Linked DNA regions of Mus musculus: region 2 is linked to region 1. The links are chromatin contacts, called in public HiChIP or PLAC-seq maps. All regions are on one chromosome and are shown on one strand. The core of a region is the stretch at or near the end of the contact, and the rest is flanking DNA. Distances in the headings are between cores, read along the strand shown. Region 1 holds the start of Egln3 (egl-9 family hypoxia-inducible factor 3). Region 2 has its middle 5.8 kb from the start of Gm7550.

What was found. HiChIP or PLAC-seq counts read pairs in DNA pulled down with a chosen protein or histone mark.
Region 2: a contact with region 1 is called in an H3K27ac HiChIP or PLAC-seq map of VIP interneurons, with 4 times the contacts expected there. The contact joins the enhancer-like site here to the promoter of Egln3 in region 1. A contact is called at or near these places in 1 of 39 promoter capture datasets (liver), 2 of 484 Hi-C or Micro-C datasets (macrophages and nephron progenitors), 12 of 115 datasets of contacts at active chromatin or transcription factors (CD8 T cells, the SCID.adh cell line, VIP interneurons and 9 more) and 2 of 9 other capture datasets (adipose tissue and liver).

What each region holds. Positions count from the first base shown.
Region 1 is chr12:54,202,584-54,205,283 of GRCm38.p6, forward strand. It overlaps Egln3 (egl-9 family hypoxia-inducible factor 3), which reads right to left and starts at 1,291. Exons shown (of 5, transcript NM_028133.2): 1 at 622-1,291. The coding sequence starts at 978.
Region 2 is chr12:54,384,171-54,386,870 of GRCm38.p6, forward strand. No RefSeq gene overlaps it. Among named protein-coding and RNA genes, the nearest start is that of Gm7550, 5.8 kb to the right of the region's middle. Within about 2 kb of position 1,396, at least 31 of the 459 cell types and tissues checked have an H3K27ac peak or open chromatin away from gene starts, as enhancers often do. A contact at or near this core is called in VIP interneurons and neural progenitor cells, where this site is marked.

The DNA of each region.
Region 1 (2,700 bases), core at 41-2,540:
ACCTTATCAGGTTGTTTGAGTGGATTTTGCCATGAGTTTATAGGAAAAGAAAGGCGATGGCGTGGGGCTCAGCACTTGGGCTGAGGGGTCTATGAGAATTCTGAGCCCCAGGGCTCAAAGGCTGCAGCAGAAGTGGAGGACTTAACCTTGTCATACCGAACTCTTCCCTCCCACCCTACCTAACTCTACAAGCCAACTAACACAAGGCAAAAATTAGACTTGCCTCTAGTAGAGTTAAGAGTGCCTCTGGCTACTGTGAAGGGCAGTACCGGGTGGCTTTAAAGGAGGCACTTCGGATCATGGACATGCGTGTCGCAGTGTTTCCAATATCTTTTCCCTCCACCAGCCAGTTGTCCTTGCGGTCATCACCAAAACCAGGGCAATTCTTTCAGAGTCAGCAGAAGCTCATCATCACGAGACACCTGAGCCCCTTAACGTGGACTTTTGCTTAAGGGGTTAGGCCAGGAGGTGGAGGGGACGCAAGTAGGGCAGATAGGCAAGCTGACTTCTTGGTTAAAAACCAAAGTTCGCTGCACCCCAGCGAAGGCGACACAACACTCCGAATGAAGGCTTCCCGTCCCCTGCAGCGCAGCTGCGGCTGGGCACCCGCACGCATCCTACCTTGGACCGCTCCTTGACATAGTATTTGCCCAGCCGGCTCCCGCAGTACAGGACCAGCCGGTCGATGAGGGACAGGAGGAAGTTGATGGCCTCGCAGCCCTCCTCGTTGCCCCCGATCCACGTGATCTGGTCGCCTCGCAGGTGCCGCTTGGAGACGCCGGCGCACGGCCCGGCCAGCTGGCCGTCACGCAGGGCCCCGTTGTAGTGCAGCTGCTTGACTCGCTCCAGCACGCAGTCGCCCACCACCTCGCCTAGGAAGTTGTCCAGGTAGCAGAAGCCGACCTCGTGCAGACAGGGCACGATGTACTCCAGGGCGATCTTCTCCAGATCCAGCCTCATGATGTGTCCCAGAGGCATCTCGCCCACAGAGCCGAGGCCGGGGACCCCCAGGGTGCACGCACCCAGGGCTTTCCCAGCGCGAGCGCACAGCGAAGATGCGGAGAGCCGGGCCGGGGACTCTCCCACCTGCGGTGGTCACAGTCCCCGAGCCACTTTAGCTCCAGAGGCGGGGAAAGTTGCTCGAAACTCTGAAGAGAAGGGATCCCGGCTCTGGGACCGGCGGGAGCAGTGTAGGGCTCCGCCACCCAGCGCCGGACTGGCCCAGTGAGAAGTCGGAGGGCCCTTTTTGGAGATGCAGAGCCACCGCCGCGGCGGCCGTGGCCGGGGGAGGAACGAGAGAAAGCACCGCCTTGACCCCAACGTCATGGTCCCGCCCCCGGGACTGCCCTCCTCCGGGCTCTTCCTCTTGGACTGGTGCTGCGGAGCATCTGGGTGAGCTCCACTCTAGCTAACCTGTGTGTGACCCAAGAAAGGGCTGGATTTTTTTTTTTTAATGCTCTCGATTTGCATATTGATTTGCGTTAAATCCCCTAACAAACTTGAAAACCTGGATCTCACGTCTGAGATGCACATGAACAGTTTATTGCCACTTTCTGGGCTAGTCACCTCTCTGGTGACTATATTTCTTAAACATTAAGGTTTAAGCTCTACCTAGTGTCTTTCCTTCTTTCCTCTTCTGTTTGATTCGGGTCTGGCTGTTCCAACCCCTGTGAGAGAGAGAGGTGAATTTAATTTTAACCAAAACTGACTGATTCATTAACAAACATTCCCCTTGACCTCCCCCCACCCTGTGTGCCAGGCTGGTGTGTATCCCCTGAGAAGGGAGTGGAGGACAGAGAGATAGGGAGGCGCCCCGGGAAGGGAGAGCACTGCCAAATCCTGCAAATTTTTGTATTTTGTCCTGCGGGAGATGTTCATGCACCATTTATACTCAAGCTTTTTACTAAAAGGTTCTGAAATTCTCTCTCAAAATCACTCGCACTCTCCCCAAAAGATACACTGTGTTCCAGGTCTCTCTGGCTTCTACTACATGCAACTTGCACTAGAGCCCTAGGCCCTACCCAAAAGGCTTAATTATCTACTGTAAGGTGGTCTCTATACAGATTTCTGATGCCCTTTCCTTCCAAATGAGAGAGAGAGAAACAGAGACATCTAAGACAGAGGGAAAGAGAGACAAACACAGAGAGACAGAGAGACAGAGAGTCAGTTCACATCTTTGCACATTTAGATTTTCAGTTAAGTCAAATGAAAAACTGCACCGATTTTTCAAGCATCACTAATTTTGGACATAAAGTCCTTTTTGCTTTTATTCTCTTCCCAATAGCCCCTCTGCTCACCTTCTCTGAGGGGAGAAGTGGGGGTGCAGTTCATGTGAAGGAGAGGCAGAGGAGGAGAGAGTGCTGACAGACTGGGAAGAAGGCTGTATTGTAGTCAGTGAGGGCAAACAGGGCCTTGGGGAGTGGCAGTCAACCAGAGAGGGTGTAAGCAGCTTTGAAGAAACCTAACTAGCTCCATGGAGAACAGGGACCCTGTTAATGGCCTTGCTCAGTTGGCCTCTTCCATATGTCTGTCCAGGAGAAGGTGTATTTCCTTAGGGTAAAGGCTCAACTTCAAGAAGCTGTTGTCCAAAAGCCCATAGCAGCACTGGGGTGACAGGAGCCCATGTCCTTGAAACACTGATGCCAGCACATGATAGATGGTTGGAAAACAGTCTCCTGAGACACTGACATCTGAACCTGG
Region 2 (2,700 bases), core at 146-2,645, 180 kb after region 1:
TTTTAACTCATTTTGCTACATCTCAGTTTTATCTCATGCAACAACACCACAGAATACAGAGTGGAAAGACTGGAGTCTAATGAACACCTCCTGAAGTCCAACATGTGGTCTCATCCCACGGTTCCCCTCCCCCTTTCCTCCCAGAAAGCTGAACCTCACAGTCCAAGAATGTCGCTTCTGACAGAGGGCCAACAAGAGCAATCCCAGTGTGCCACAGCTTAGCTTTGTCTTTCTTCAAACATTTCTTAGTTAACTTATTTCAGCTGATCATCTAATGTAATTACATCATTCTCCTTCAACTTTTTTTTTTTTCACCAGATAAAGAGGCTGCTAGATTTAGACGTGTAAGATGACAGGTAATTAGTTTGTATTATAAGTGAGCCTTTGTCTGGAATTTCATCTGTCTCAGTGATAACTAAGCAATTGGTGAGATCCTGATCATCTCGGCACCAGAGTTACCTCCACCCCTCTCCAGGCTGAGTACTATGCCTTGACCATTTTGAGAACATTTTCTATACATTCAATGTCCTTGACTCTTTGCAGTGAAAATGTTGTCTAAAGGTAAGTTCCAATCTCATAGACAATTCTAGTGCTGGGTATGGTAGTGCCTATCTATAATGCTAGTACTTGAGATACAGAAGCAGGGTTATCAGGAGTTCAAAGGGCATCCTCGGTTACACATAAAGTTGATGCCAGCCTGGTCAAGATGGCACCCTATCGCAAAAAGTCAGAAAGGGGGAAATAAAAAGAACCCACTAATTCTATAGTTAATTCTGAATCCTTTCAGCATTAAGACATGTTTCCCATAAGGAAGTCAGTGGTGTGCAGAATTACACGTTTTTTGTTTTTGTTTTTACTCTTCTCTAATAATTTTGAAGATGCTTTCTTAACGAAGTGTGAGTCTTTGTAAAACTACTTCCTTCCTAGGAGGCTGACTGCCTTCTCATTCAGAACTCTGCTAGGACACCCTGGGTGAGAGACTAAGAGGTATATGTTAGCACTGCTGTCAAAATGTGTGGTCACCAAAGCACCTTAGCTCAAATGGGCACACCCAACAGCAACCATTCTGCTATCCCCTCCTAGGCCTTTCTCTGTTCTAAAAATCTTCCCTATTCTACTAACACTCGACAGAGGATCCTTATATACTTATCACAACAAACTACATAAGTATTAAATCAAAATCTGATTTCATCTCCCAGGGCTGTGTCTAAATCCAGTTCTAGGATTTTTCTAGGTCACAGACCCCCAAGGTCCTTTGCTTGGCTGGAGGACTAGGCACCACTAGGAGGGTGGTGATACTGGTAGAGATGGAAAGAGTCGGCACAACCACAGTAGCTATCACCAGATACAGAATAGGGGAGAAGTGAGTGGCTACACTTGCCAGCTTTACAGTGGACAGCTGGGCTGTGGCTGTTTGTAATTCAGTCAGGCTTCACTCTGCGACCGTTTCCTTTGTGCAATGTGTGTGCAACATGTATTTCAAGTGCTGACATCACCACTTGGCTTTCATACCATGGCCCTGGCAGCCGAGAGCAAACACTAAAAGTTCTTGCAGGGTCCTATAACACACCACCAAGGTTGGTTTCCTTTCAGCATCTCCCTTCTTTGTAGGACATTAATTTGTTACATTTTAACCTTTGAAAGGAAAAAAGTATCGGCTCAAGACACCCAAAGACCAAGTTCAAAGGAGATTTATTTGCCCCAGAGGGACAAATGATGGGTAACAAGAGAGGGAGATAGAAAATGAGGGAGAAGGGGAAAGAGCAGGGGAGAGGGAGAAGGGATATTTGTCCCAGAGAACAAAGGACTGCCTCTGGATAGAGAGGAGACAGATGTGGCACATAGAAAAACGATGGTTTATTAGAATGAGGTGTGTAATTTTGTTTGGCCACGTTAGTTAGGTAAGTCAAAGGGGGCTTTTGATTGCAGGCCTTCAATACTTTAATAGCTGGACCTTGGTAGTCAGCCTTAGGAGGAGAAAGTGGTCAAATAAAGAAATAGCCCTTGGTGGCTAGCTTTAGGAATGTAATCTAAGGGTTTTTAGCAAGGCAGAAGGAATGGGGAAGACGAACAACGCTTGCCGGAGCCTTTTGCTCAAGTGGGCTAATATCCCTTCAACCTTGTTTTTAGGAAGTAGAAAGAAGGTACTGGCAAAAAAGGAAAGAAACAGTTCACAATCTTAGTCTATTCCATTCAAGATAGAAGTCATCACAGATCCAGAAACTTCTAGTGGGGCACTCATGGGCGGGCACACTCCTGAGTGCTTAAGGAAAATGGGTGCTGTGGCCCTTAGTATCCTAAACAAATCCCAAGCTCACCCAAGGCTTTTTGTCTCAGGTTGGATAAGCTTTGGTCAGTCAAGTCCAAGCCTAAAGTCTCCATCCCACCAACCCACCGCCTTTCTGATGTGTTCCCATCCCTTCCAGTCAGGCGGCAGACAAGGGTATCAAAGAAAGATGGGTTTATACAAACAGATTTTTCTGGATCTTCCCCCATTCTTAGGATCCTAATTCCCTGGGCACTCTACAGACACATGTTTTTTGAACTCTTTGGTAGCAGAGCCCCTGATAAATAAACCATAACAGGATGAATTAAATTTGTATCACAGCATCTATCTCTGTGTATGAAAGGATCCTCTGGTCTCATTCTTAGAAGCTTTATATTTTAAGGCAAAATTTCAACATAGTTAAGAATGTCTCC